Linked DNA regions of Sus scrofa: region 2 is linked to region 1. The links are chromatin contacts, called in public Hi-C maps. All regions are on one chromosome and are shown on one strand. The core of a region is the stretch at or near the end of the contact, and the rest is flanking DNA. Distances in the headings are between cores, read along the strand shown. Region 1 holds the start of FAM109A (sesquipedalian-1). Region 2 holds the start of PRKAB1 (protein kinase AMP-activated non-catalytic subunit beta 1).

The links. Hi-C and Micro-C count contacts between places; a contact is called where the count stands out from the background.
Region 2: a contact with region 1 is called in a Hi-C map of subcutaneous adipose tissue, with 1.6 times the contacts expected there. The contact joins the promoter of PRKAB1 here to the promoter of FAM109A in region 1. A contact is called at or near these places in 2 of 47 Hi-C or Micro-C datasets (embryonic fibroblasts and subcutaneous adipose tissue).

Annotation. Positions count from the first base shown.
Region 1 is chr14:32,597,781-32,603,157 of Sscrofa11.1, forward strand. It overlaps FAM109A (sesquipedalian-1), which reads right to left and starts at 2,928. Exons shown (of 3, transcript XM_013982887.2): 1 at 2,724-2,928.
Region 2 is chr14:33,214,623-33,219,999 of Sscrofa11.1, forward strand. PRKAB1 (protein kinase AMP-activated non-catalytic subunit beta 1) reads right to left here and starts at 3,004. Exons shown (of 7, transcript NM_001243621.1): 1 at 2,469-3,004; 2 at 1-91. The coding sequence starts at 2,627.

The DNA of each region.
Region 1 (5,377 bases), core at 1,678-4,177:
TCACTGAAGACCTGGAGGAATGAGGTAGGGGTAGTGGCTTTCCTGGGAGCAGCTGGCCACAATGGGGCTGACCCAGGGTGGACAAGGCAATTGCTCCCAGCCAGTCCACCTCATCTCACTTGCCTACGCAGTCAAGAAAGGCTTTCTGGATGAGGCAACGTGAGCTGTGATTTAGGCTGATTATCAGCCTGTCCTGACCTAGCAGCTGGGCCAAGGCCACAACTCTAAAGACTCAGAGTGTTTAATCCCTGCCCTGCCTCTCTGAGCTGTGTGACTTCCGGCATGGGCTTCCCCTCTCTGAGCCTCAGTTTCTTTCTCTGCAAAATGGGAGGGATTCTTCCCCAACCCCCAACAACTCCCAGATGGACCCCACTTCTCACAGAAACCACTCACCCAACTTGCCCCATTTCCCTCCTACCTCTCAGGCCACTGCTCACTTCCCTGCCCTCTGCCCAGTTCTGGTTTCAGCTTGCTCTTCTCTGGATTCAAATGTCAGCTCTGCAGTGTCCAGGCTGTGTGACCCCAGGCAAGCTTTAAGCCTCTATGGGCCTCTGTTTCCACATCTGTAAAATGGGATCATAATAGCATCTAAGTAGGGGTTGCTGTGAAGACAGTGACTACGTCCTGAGCACAGTGCCAGCATGGTACATGGCTGATGACGTTCTTCTCAGCCTCCAAATGTTCCCCTCAGTGCTTTGTCTCAGCAAAAGGCCCTTGGTTTCCTGCCACCTCCACATTGGCTCACTTGTCAAGCCTGCTCCAACCTCTTCCAAATCAGCAGCCTAACCTCTGCTCATGGCCACGTCCCATTCTAGGCCCCCATCATAGCTCGCCCGGACAGCTACAGTAGCCTCTTCACCAGTCTCCCTGCCTCCACCCTTGCCCCTCCTTTTGTCCATGTTCTTCAGGGTAAGATCATAACGCCTTCCTAGGCACCTCCCCTGCCCCCACAGAGGATCCATTCCTCACAGAGGGATCCTATTAAAACTAAACCAAATCATACCCTCTCTCCAACTCTAAAACCTCCCATGGCTCCCTACTTCTCTCAGCATAAAATTCATTCTTCCCCCCTGAATTCCAACTGCCCTTGCTCTCTCGCTTTCCCCTTTACTCACTTGTCTCTAGCCACCCTGGTCTCCCTGCTATTCCTCAAACACACCAGACATATTCCCACCTCAGGGCCTTTGCCCTGGCTATTCCCTCTGCCTAGAATGCCTTTCCCATATCTCATGTGGCCAACTCCTCATCCTTCAGTTTCAGCTTGACTATCACCTCCTCAAGAAGGCGCCCCCCAGTCACTGCCTGAAATCACCTGGGTCATTTTTGCCTGTTCTAGGAGGGCAGGGTTCTTTGTCTGAATTCTAGTGCCTAGCATGTAGTTGGTGCTCAAATACCTGTAGAACGAATCGAAAGGTTGTCTACTTAAATCTCTCAGCAGGCCCATGAGAAGTCATTCCCCATCCCACATTCATAGATGTGGAAACTGAGACAAAGAGAGCTAAGCAACTTACCCGAAGGTACAATTCTGTGCCTAGAATTGCATGCTGTGGGCAACCAGCCCAAAGGAACTGTTCTTGGAGCCTCACCACCTCTTAAGGCCAAAGGAAAAGCAATTTCCCTCATACTCAGCAGCTCCCCTTCTACCACCCCCACCACCTGGAGCCCAAAGTCACCAGCCAGCACAGGACCCCTCTGCCGATGGCCCTGGTTCCTCCTGCCCAACAAGAAAGGCGGGGAAGGCAGGAGGCAGCAGGGACACAGGCTCCAGCCTCTGGGAGGGCCTGGCAAGCTGGCTTATCTCCCTGTGCTCATACAGTTTTCCAAGAAGTTCAGAGTCCGCTGTGAGCACTGCTGCTGATTCAACAGTCCCTGGCCAGGCAGGAAGCTGGAGGGGACCGACCCAGCCCCTCTCTGATCCCAGGGCTAAGTTCTTGCCTCTGCCAGTCCAGGCTAGAGGACCTTGAGAACACAGCCTCATCTATAAAGTGAGAATATTAATATCCACCCCTCTTGGAATTGAATAAATTAGTCCTGAAGAGCCATCTTGCAAAATGCTGAGCAGGTAGTAAACATTCAGTCAAGGAATTGTCCAAAAGAAAATAATTAGCTCCAGGCCTCCAGGGATACAGACTGCCTAGAACTGAGGCATGGCATTTTGATGCTCATTTCAAGGAAAGAAGCCAAAACCACTGGGCCTGGGATTGGATCCAGCTGCCACAAGTGTCCCCTAGCAGTGGGCATGTTAGAGAGGGTGTGGCAGGTATGGCTGGAAAACGTGTTGAGAACCCCGAAGAGCTCCTGCGCAGCACTGCCTTGGGCAGCGGCCACAAGCACTCCAGGTAGGACGGCCATCCCAGGCCATTGCTCCTAGCTGCTCTCTCTCCTTTTGTACGTGGTGTGTTCCTTAAAGGACAGCCAGAGTCCTAAATGGGGTGGTCAACGCCAGAATGTAGGAGTCAAGTGGAGCTCTCCTCCCCAGAGTTCCCCCAGAGGTCTCTTATTGGGCAGGAGAGTCATCAGCCAAGTTTGCCCCCTGCAGCTGGGGTCCCTGATGGGCAAATTACCACTGGCGTGGAACTGCAAATGGACAGATCCCCAGCAGAGGTCTCCCCAGAAGGCCGGAGGACCCCGAGGCCCACGGCGGCCCGAGCCCGGTCCCGCGTCCCCTCTCAGGTCCGCCCGAAAGCTCTCACCCCACCCCCACTACGCCAGGCTGGCCTTACCTCGCGGCGCGGCCTAGGGCGACGGCGACGGCCGGACTAGAGGCGCGGAGCCAGGGGACCGCCCGGCCATGGTCTGGGACTTGCTCGGTGGCCGCAGCCGCGGTGGCGCTTTGTTTCCCGGGCGGCCGAGCCGGCGCAGCCGCGGGAGAGCGGGGATCCGACCGAAGGAGGCGGAGGCAGCCGGACAGTCCGCGACCCACCGACGCGCCTCTTTAACCCTTCCCAACCCGCGGGTGCTGGGTCGGCCGCGAGTTCGTCCCCTACTCCCGGATTGGCCAGCCCAGATCCGGCGCACCCCCTGGATTCGCCACGCCCCTGTGGGACCGCCCCTGAAACCACTCTTAAAGGAACCGCAACTGGCTCAGGAATGCCCTGTTGGAAGAAAGGTTGGATCCCTGAGACACAACACGCTTCCAGGGTAGATATAGGGGGCGGATTCGTCCAGAAAAAGCATCGGGGTCCTGGGCGTGACCATTCGCTGAAGCCCTAGCCTTGAGTTCGAGCTCCTCCCTGGCTAGGGTTGCCAGATATAGCAAATTTAACACCAGCTCAATTTTAAATATAACTGCCAAAAACGTGTGATTTATTGAAAAAAGCTGATTACGGGACATTTCGGGCATCACGGCAAAGTCAACATAGGACTCTTCTATATGAACAGGATGCCTTGCAACCCTACCCCCGGCCCGAGGTGAAGAGGGAAATTTCTGGAGTTGGGCAGGGTTGGGCTCAAGTCCCAGTAAGCCTTTTAGTCACTGTGAGGCCTTAGAAAAATCAATCCATTTTTCTAGCCCTGTTTCCTTATCTTTCAAATAGAGACAACCATGGTATATAAAGGGCATGGCACACAGTAGATGCTATTAATAAATAGGGATTTTTATTCTTTTTGTTCCATCCAAAATAACACAGTTCTATCTCTCTAGAGCTGTCTTTGTTTGCTGCTCTTGCAGCCTTCCTTCTGGGACTCAGTTACTGTTCAGCCCTGGCCTGAAAGCAGGAGAGAAACAGGACAGACCAGCATCATCTATTCATTCTACAGTCCCTCACTAAGCACCTGTGTAAGACTGAGTTGGTCAACAAACAATTGAGATATAGAAGTGATTCTTGCTAGGAAGACTATAAGCCACAGGAGTAGGAAAGAAAGACTGGGAGTACAATTTTAGACAAGGTGGTCAGGGAAACTGCTCTAAGGAGCAGAGACTTCAAAGAAGTGAAGGAGGGAGCCATGTAGATATCCGAAGGAAGGGTGTCCCATGCAGAGGGAAGAGCAAGGGCAAAGGTCCTGAGGTGGGACCACACGAGCATGTCTGTAAAACGGAAGGGGCCAGTGGGGCTGGAGCCAAGTGAGCAAAGGGAATAATAGTAGGAAATGAGGTTAGAGAATATTGGCAAAGCCAGGTTACTCAGGGTCTTGTGTGTCATGGCAAAGATTTTGCTTTTTCTCTGGAAGGAATGGGAGCCATGGGAGGGTTTTGAGCAGAGGAGGGACATGCTATCTTAGGTTCGACATGGTTCCTGGCTGTAAGAAGCAAGGGTAGAACCCAGGAGACCAGGGAGGAGGCTGTTGCAGTAGGCAAGTGATGATGAATGATGTATGTGATGATGGTGGCTTCGAGCAGAGTGGAGGCAGTGGAGGTGGAGGGAAGTGGTTGAATTTGAGAGCCTGCCTGATAGTGAAGACCCCTGACTATGGAAAGAGAGAGAGATATGACGTATCTGATATCAGTTGAGCCTGTGGATCCAGCTGTACCTGATGGTGCCATAATTTCTTTTTTTCTTTTGTCTTTTTTTTTTTTTTTTTTTTTTTGTCTTTTTTTAGCTATTTCTTGGGCCACTCCCATGGCATATGGAGGTTCCCAGGCTAGGGGTCGAATCAGAGCTGTAGCCACCGGCCTACGCCAGAGCCACAGCAACATGGAATCCGAGCCGCGTCTGCAACCTACACCACAGCTCACGGCAACGCCGAATCATTAACCCACTGAGCAAGGGCAGGGATCAAACCCGCAACCTCATGGTTCCTAGTCGGATTCGTTAACCACTGTGCCACAATGGGAACTCCATGATGGTGCCATAATTTCTTGAACAGGAAAGGCAAACTGGAATTTCCCCAAATCTAGATGTTCACCAAATAAGGAAAATGCCAGGCATATGAACATTTGGGTCTTGGCATGGGGAATATCTGCCAGAGATTCTGTGAGTCTTAACTCTCAGAGCCCCTTATGTTGGAGTCAAGGGTTGGCATGGATGAAAAAGGCAGAAATGTGAAAGCAAGAGCATGGCATCTTTTTGTTGTTGTTGTAGGGGGTCCTTACATTTATTTTTTTAAATGAGGTGAAACTCCCACAGAAAATAAGCATTTTAGGGAGTTCTTGTCATGGGTTTGGTTGTTAATGAAGCTGACTAGTATCCATGAGGATGCGGGTTCAATCCCAGGCCTTGCACAGTGAATTAAGGATTTGGCATTACTGTGAGCTGTGGTGTAGGCCGGCAACTATAGCTTCAATTCGACCCTAGCCTGGGAATCTCTATATTCCACAGGTGTGGCCCTAAAAAGACAAAAAAGACCAAAAGAAAAGAAGCATTTTAGGAGTCCTCTGGTGACTCAGCAGGTTAAGGATCCAGCGTTGTCATGGTTGTGGCTCAGGTCACTATTGTGG
Region 2 (5,377 bases), core at 1,754-4,253, 620 kb after region 1:
ATCGAAACACAGTTGGCCGAGCCTGGGCAGAGGCTTTATCATTAACCTCCAGATCATGCTGCCAGGCCAGGAACTCCTCCTTCTCTGGAGCCTAGAAACAGAGGCGTTTACTCAGGACCAGGAAACCATTAGTGATAGCCCTACAAGAGAGAGTTACCTTAACACTGACGATTCAGTCTAGAAAGGAAACTGTCACTGCTGAGGTTCCTATTCTGACTCATTACCTGACCAGCTGTGCCTCGGTTTCCCCAAAATGGAAATAATAAAATAATTATTTCTGAAGGCCATTGTGAAGGCTGAGTGAGACAGTTCACGGAACATGCTCTGCATAGTGGGGGACCCAGGTAAATGCTTAGTAATCATTAGCTGTTGTTACTGCTGTTGTTAGAGATCGACAGCAACATTCTAGGAGAAATCATAAAACTCACTTGCAAGAAGACAGCAATGAATTCAAGACCAGCTTAATGAATGTTATTTTCCTTCCTTAAGCAAAATTTTGAAGTACACAAAAATTTCTCACGACCGTTTCAGAGCTGTCAACTTGAAAACTGGCAAATCCAGGCTCTAAGGAAGCAGAAACCTATTCACTGAGCGCCATCCAGGCACCAGGGAGAAGTGGACAAAGAAGATAAAGACTGGCCCTCATTACAGAAAATAACTGCTTGTGTGGGAAGTGTATAACCGAGGTATTCTGGAACAAGACAAATAAACCTGTTTAGCTCTGGGTGAAGTATATGTGGTTTTGGGTCTCTTACATTGTTCCTAGTCCAAAAACAAAGATGAAGAGAGCAGGAGCTGAGAGAGACTCTTATAGGTCTCAAGTAGGCTTCTAGTATCTTCGCTTCAAATACTGACCTGAGCTCACACAGAAGATACTTGCATTCTTTGAGTTTTCACAAGATCTACAGATTAAAGAATAACAGACTGGAATCACTTTACACTGAGGGTGTGATAACTAATCACAGCCAAAATGGTGAACTAGTGTAGTTAAAAGAATCCATGACTTTTTTTTTTTTAATCGGCATTCTATCCAATGTGTCTGCCTCATCATTTCATAACTTCTGAGGAAGTAGTAATGGAAATTATTTGAAATCATTCTTTACAGAGTATCCGTATGCCAAACATTTCTTGTAAGGTTTTAAAACAGCAGAAGAACAAGTGCTTCTTAAAGAAAATGGTTTGATTCTTAGGGTGTCTTAAATGGCTGCCCTTGGGCCATAATTACTTTTGGGGGAAGGGATGTCTAGTCATCGAAGAAACAGGATCCCAAAGTTCACTTTGCACACAGCAATGGAATGCAACAAATTCAGAAAGCAAGTTGAAACCACGGGCTGGAGGGCCAAGTAAAAGCAGACTCTTTAGAGTCAGCCTCAGAGCCAAGATCCAGGTGAGGACAAAAGACAATAACGTGACTCAGCCCAACATTTGAGAAAAAAAATCTGAGTACAGAAGGGATGAGTTACCAGGCAATTAGCCTAATGGACAGTGATGATTAACAAGCAAGCGGATGGTAACAGAATGCGTGTGTGTGGGGGAGGAGGGTCATCTTTTTCAAACTGACTTTGTTGCACTGCCCTTTAAGGAATTTTTTTTTTTTTTTTTTTTTTTTTTAAGGGTATACATATACCTATCAGCTGCTAGAATCACTAAATGTCCTTGGACTGGGCCCTGCCTTCTAGAAAGAGACCACATGATGCTTAGCAGGAAAGTAGCTGAAGCAGGAATGAAGATTTTTGTCTTCAGAGTTTTTTAAGAGTTAACAAGCCGACTGAGGCAGGATGCCCAAATGTGGCCTGCAAAAACATTTGCTTTGGCAAACATCAACATTAAACATTAAGTTTAAGTCATATTTAAACAACAGGAGAGAGAAGCTGAGTAGCAACTGGCTGCCTCCTTCAGACTAATACTTCACTTACTGACCTCCAGAAGTCAAATTACTTTTCTATGCCTGCTCTAAAGCGTGAACCACAAGTTTAGGCAACACTAAAGATCTCTGGGAACTGCGGTCAGCTGGTGAACACTACTATCACCTTACAGGTGTTCTGCCTTATCTCCAAAATTGAGGATAAACTGCAAAACTATTACAAAAAACGCCCGTGTGCATGAAAGTGGTAAAAGATTTCTCAAAGCTCTGAAATTAATTATACCTAAGAGAAAAGGAGCGACTAGAGCTCAATTACTGCTAACTCCACGATCTTAATTAATTAAGGATTTGAACCTGTCCCAGAGCTGCCTTTGCCTTAATGATGTTAAACGAAGTGAAATCCTCCTCCCTCGGGGTGACTTTGTCTTATCGATAATTCGACACAGGTTCCTGGGTTACTAAAAGGGCCATCTGGATTTTAAGTGCATAGTGTGAAGTATCACAGCTCTCTGACTTCTGATCATTAGGGGAATATGGCGGGAGGATCTAGTAGCTCTCAAAAGAAATTAAGGAGAAACGGATCCCTCCACCCCCATTACCTTACCTTAATTTCCTCGGAGTGGTAGAGGTCAGCGTCCTCAGGGCTGTCCATCAAGATTTTGGGCCGGTCCCCATCCTTGGAGCCCCCCGAACTGTCCCTTCGGGGAGTCTTGTGACCCCCTTGCCGGTCCAGCGCAGCGCGCTCACTGCTCGTATTACCCATCGCGGGGGTTTACGTGGACACCGGGAAGCCGGACCGAGCCTCTGCCCAGAGAAGGGACCGGGGACTCCCGGGACCTCCACCAGGACCCGGGAGAGTCGGAGCACCGGGTACCACACCCCTCAGAATAGGGTTCGAAGTTGGGATCCGGCCTGAATTTGGCCGGCAGGGCTGGCGAGGTCTCACAATCGCGCTTTACCTGCTCAATCAGCCGAGGGGAGAAGGGGAACCTACCAAGCTCCAAAGACAAGCCGACACTTAACCAACAACTCCCCCCACCTCTTAGGAACTTCCGCTTCCGGCACTTCCTCAAGTCGGCGGGGGCCACCGGGTGGGGGGTGGCTGCGCTCTGAGAAGAGCGCCAGGCAAACGGACCTCACTTCCGCTTCCGGTCTACGTCCGTGCGTTTACTAGCCCCAGACCGCCCCTGCGGGTTTCGGGGAGCGCTGTCGCAGTTGACCGCTCCGGCCGCCCGGGACGAGGCTGCTGAGGGCCGGCAGGGGGTGCTGAAGCGCGCCGGCCATGTGGGACGTCCTCCCCACGCTGGGATGAATGATGGTGTTAGATACCCTGGTTATCTTTGCCCACTTAAAGTTGATTCTTCCCTTTACAGCCAAAGGGGTCGTTCTAAAAGGCATATTTAGTTAAGCGATTCCTTAAAGATCTTTCATGTGCTCGCTCTCACACCTTTGAGTGTGTTAGAATCACCTGGAGTGCCTGTTTAAGATGCAGATTCACTTGCCCCTAATTCCTGGGAATTGTGATTCTGAAGCTCTGGCCTGGGATCTGCATTTTAATAAGCACACCAGGTGATTCTGATGCAAGTAGTCCTGCAGGTGTTTGAGATAATGACAGACCATAAGCTCTCTGGAAATTTCTCACATCTAGTATCTTGTGGGTGGGGGTGTGTGCATAAAAGGCAGGAGAAACACGGAGACAGAGTAAAGGAGAAAAAAGCTAGTTTTTATTGCTTTGCCAGGCAAACGAAGCTACAGCAGCCTAATCCCTTAAAGACTGTGCCATCCCTTGGGGGGAAATTGAAGGGAATTTTATAGTCTAAAAGGAGAAAAACAAGGTTCCAGATAAGAGACAGGATTCTTCTTACTTTGGGGGAATCTTGGTCATCAAAGTGGGAATCAGGAGATCTCGGCATGATCACCGTCTTCTGGGTTATTGCTGAGAATAACATTACTTGTGAAAAGGGCATATTGATCAGAGATTAGAACTAGGAAAGTTCCTGGAAAACATCACAGCTAATAATCTTTAACTCACAGGCAATTGTGTTCAGGGTGCCTAAACTTTAGTTTACAGGTGATTGTGTTTAGGATGAAATCAAGTGAGGGAGAAGCACAAGGAAGGGCTCTAAGGTGTTCAGTTTTAAAGTATTCATTTCCAAAGGAAGCATAAAGAATATAACTTTTCTCTTGGTATATAAGACGCCTGCATCATTATGTGTATCCCTTGAGAGGGAACCAGAATCCTGCCCCAAGGCTGTACCATTGTTGCTTGACTGATTCTCTCTTTGTCTCTCCTTCCTTCCCTGATCAGTAGGTGTCTGAACCTGCCCCTTGGAACTCAGGGAAGGCCAACAAGGCTGAATGAGGCACATTTCATAAAAACAAGAAATTGGGGACACAGAAAAGTTTTTGTGCCTATGAGCCCCACAGGGCCCTGCTTGGTTACATTATTAATGTATTTTCAAAAAACTGAGGGGTGCACAACCTTTTGATAGGCAGTTTTGCAAGATATTTAAAAATCACTTTGAACACATCATTCTACACAAAATGCATTTATTTATTAGTGTTTGTCATTTACTACGGCCAGTCCTTCAGCAAAGAGTGTGTATACATATGGTACTAAAATATTCTAATCTTCTCATTTGTTAGTCACTGTTAGATTTTTTTTTTTTTTGTTATTGGCAGTATGTGTGTGTGTGTGTTTGCATGTGGAGTATTTCAAAATTCTTTGCATTTGCTGCGCCTAGTCATGCATTTTGTCCACTGAACATTTATTTGGTACCTACAAAATGCCAGACATGTGTGAAGTAAATGGAAGACACAGATTATTAAGATATGGCCTCCTGGAGGAGAGTTTAGCAGTATTTATCAAAAAACACAGGAGTTTCCATCGTGGCGCAGCCAAAACAAATCCGACTAGGAACCATGAGGTCCCTGGTTCTATCCCTGGTCTCACTCAGTGGGTTAAGGACCCGGCATTGCCATGAGCTATGGTGTAGGTCCAAGACATGGCTTGGATCCTGCATTGCTATGGCTGTGGCGTAGGCCGGCAGCTGCAGCTCCGCTTAACCCCTAGCCTGGGAACCTCCATATGCCATGGGTGCGGCCCTAAAAAGACAAAAATAAAATAAAAAACACACCTTCATTCTGGTGCACAATTTTATGGCTAGGGAATATCTACAGAAATACACATGTGAAAATTATATGCAAACATGTTTATTTGCAGCCTCATTTCTAATAATATGTTAATTCTCACATGCACATTTTGATCTCTCTGAAACAGGATGCTTCTTACAATCAATGGAATCTTAGATTTGATGAAATGAGGAAATGAGAAGCTGCAGAATTCTAAAAAGTTTGTCAGTAGAATAGCTAAATGAATTAAATACATTCATTTTTATGGACTAACGAGCAACTTTTAAAAGAGAGGATAGGGAGTTCTTGTCGTGGCTCAGTGGAAGCAAATATGACTAGTATCCATGAGGACACAGGTTTGATCCCTGGCCTCCCTCAGTG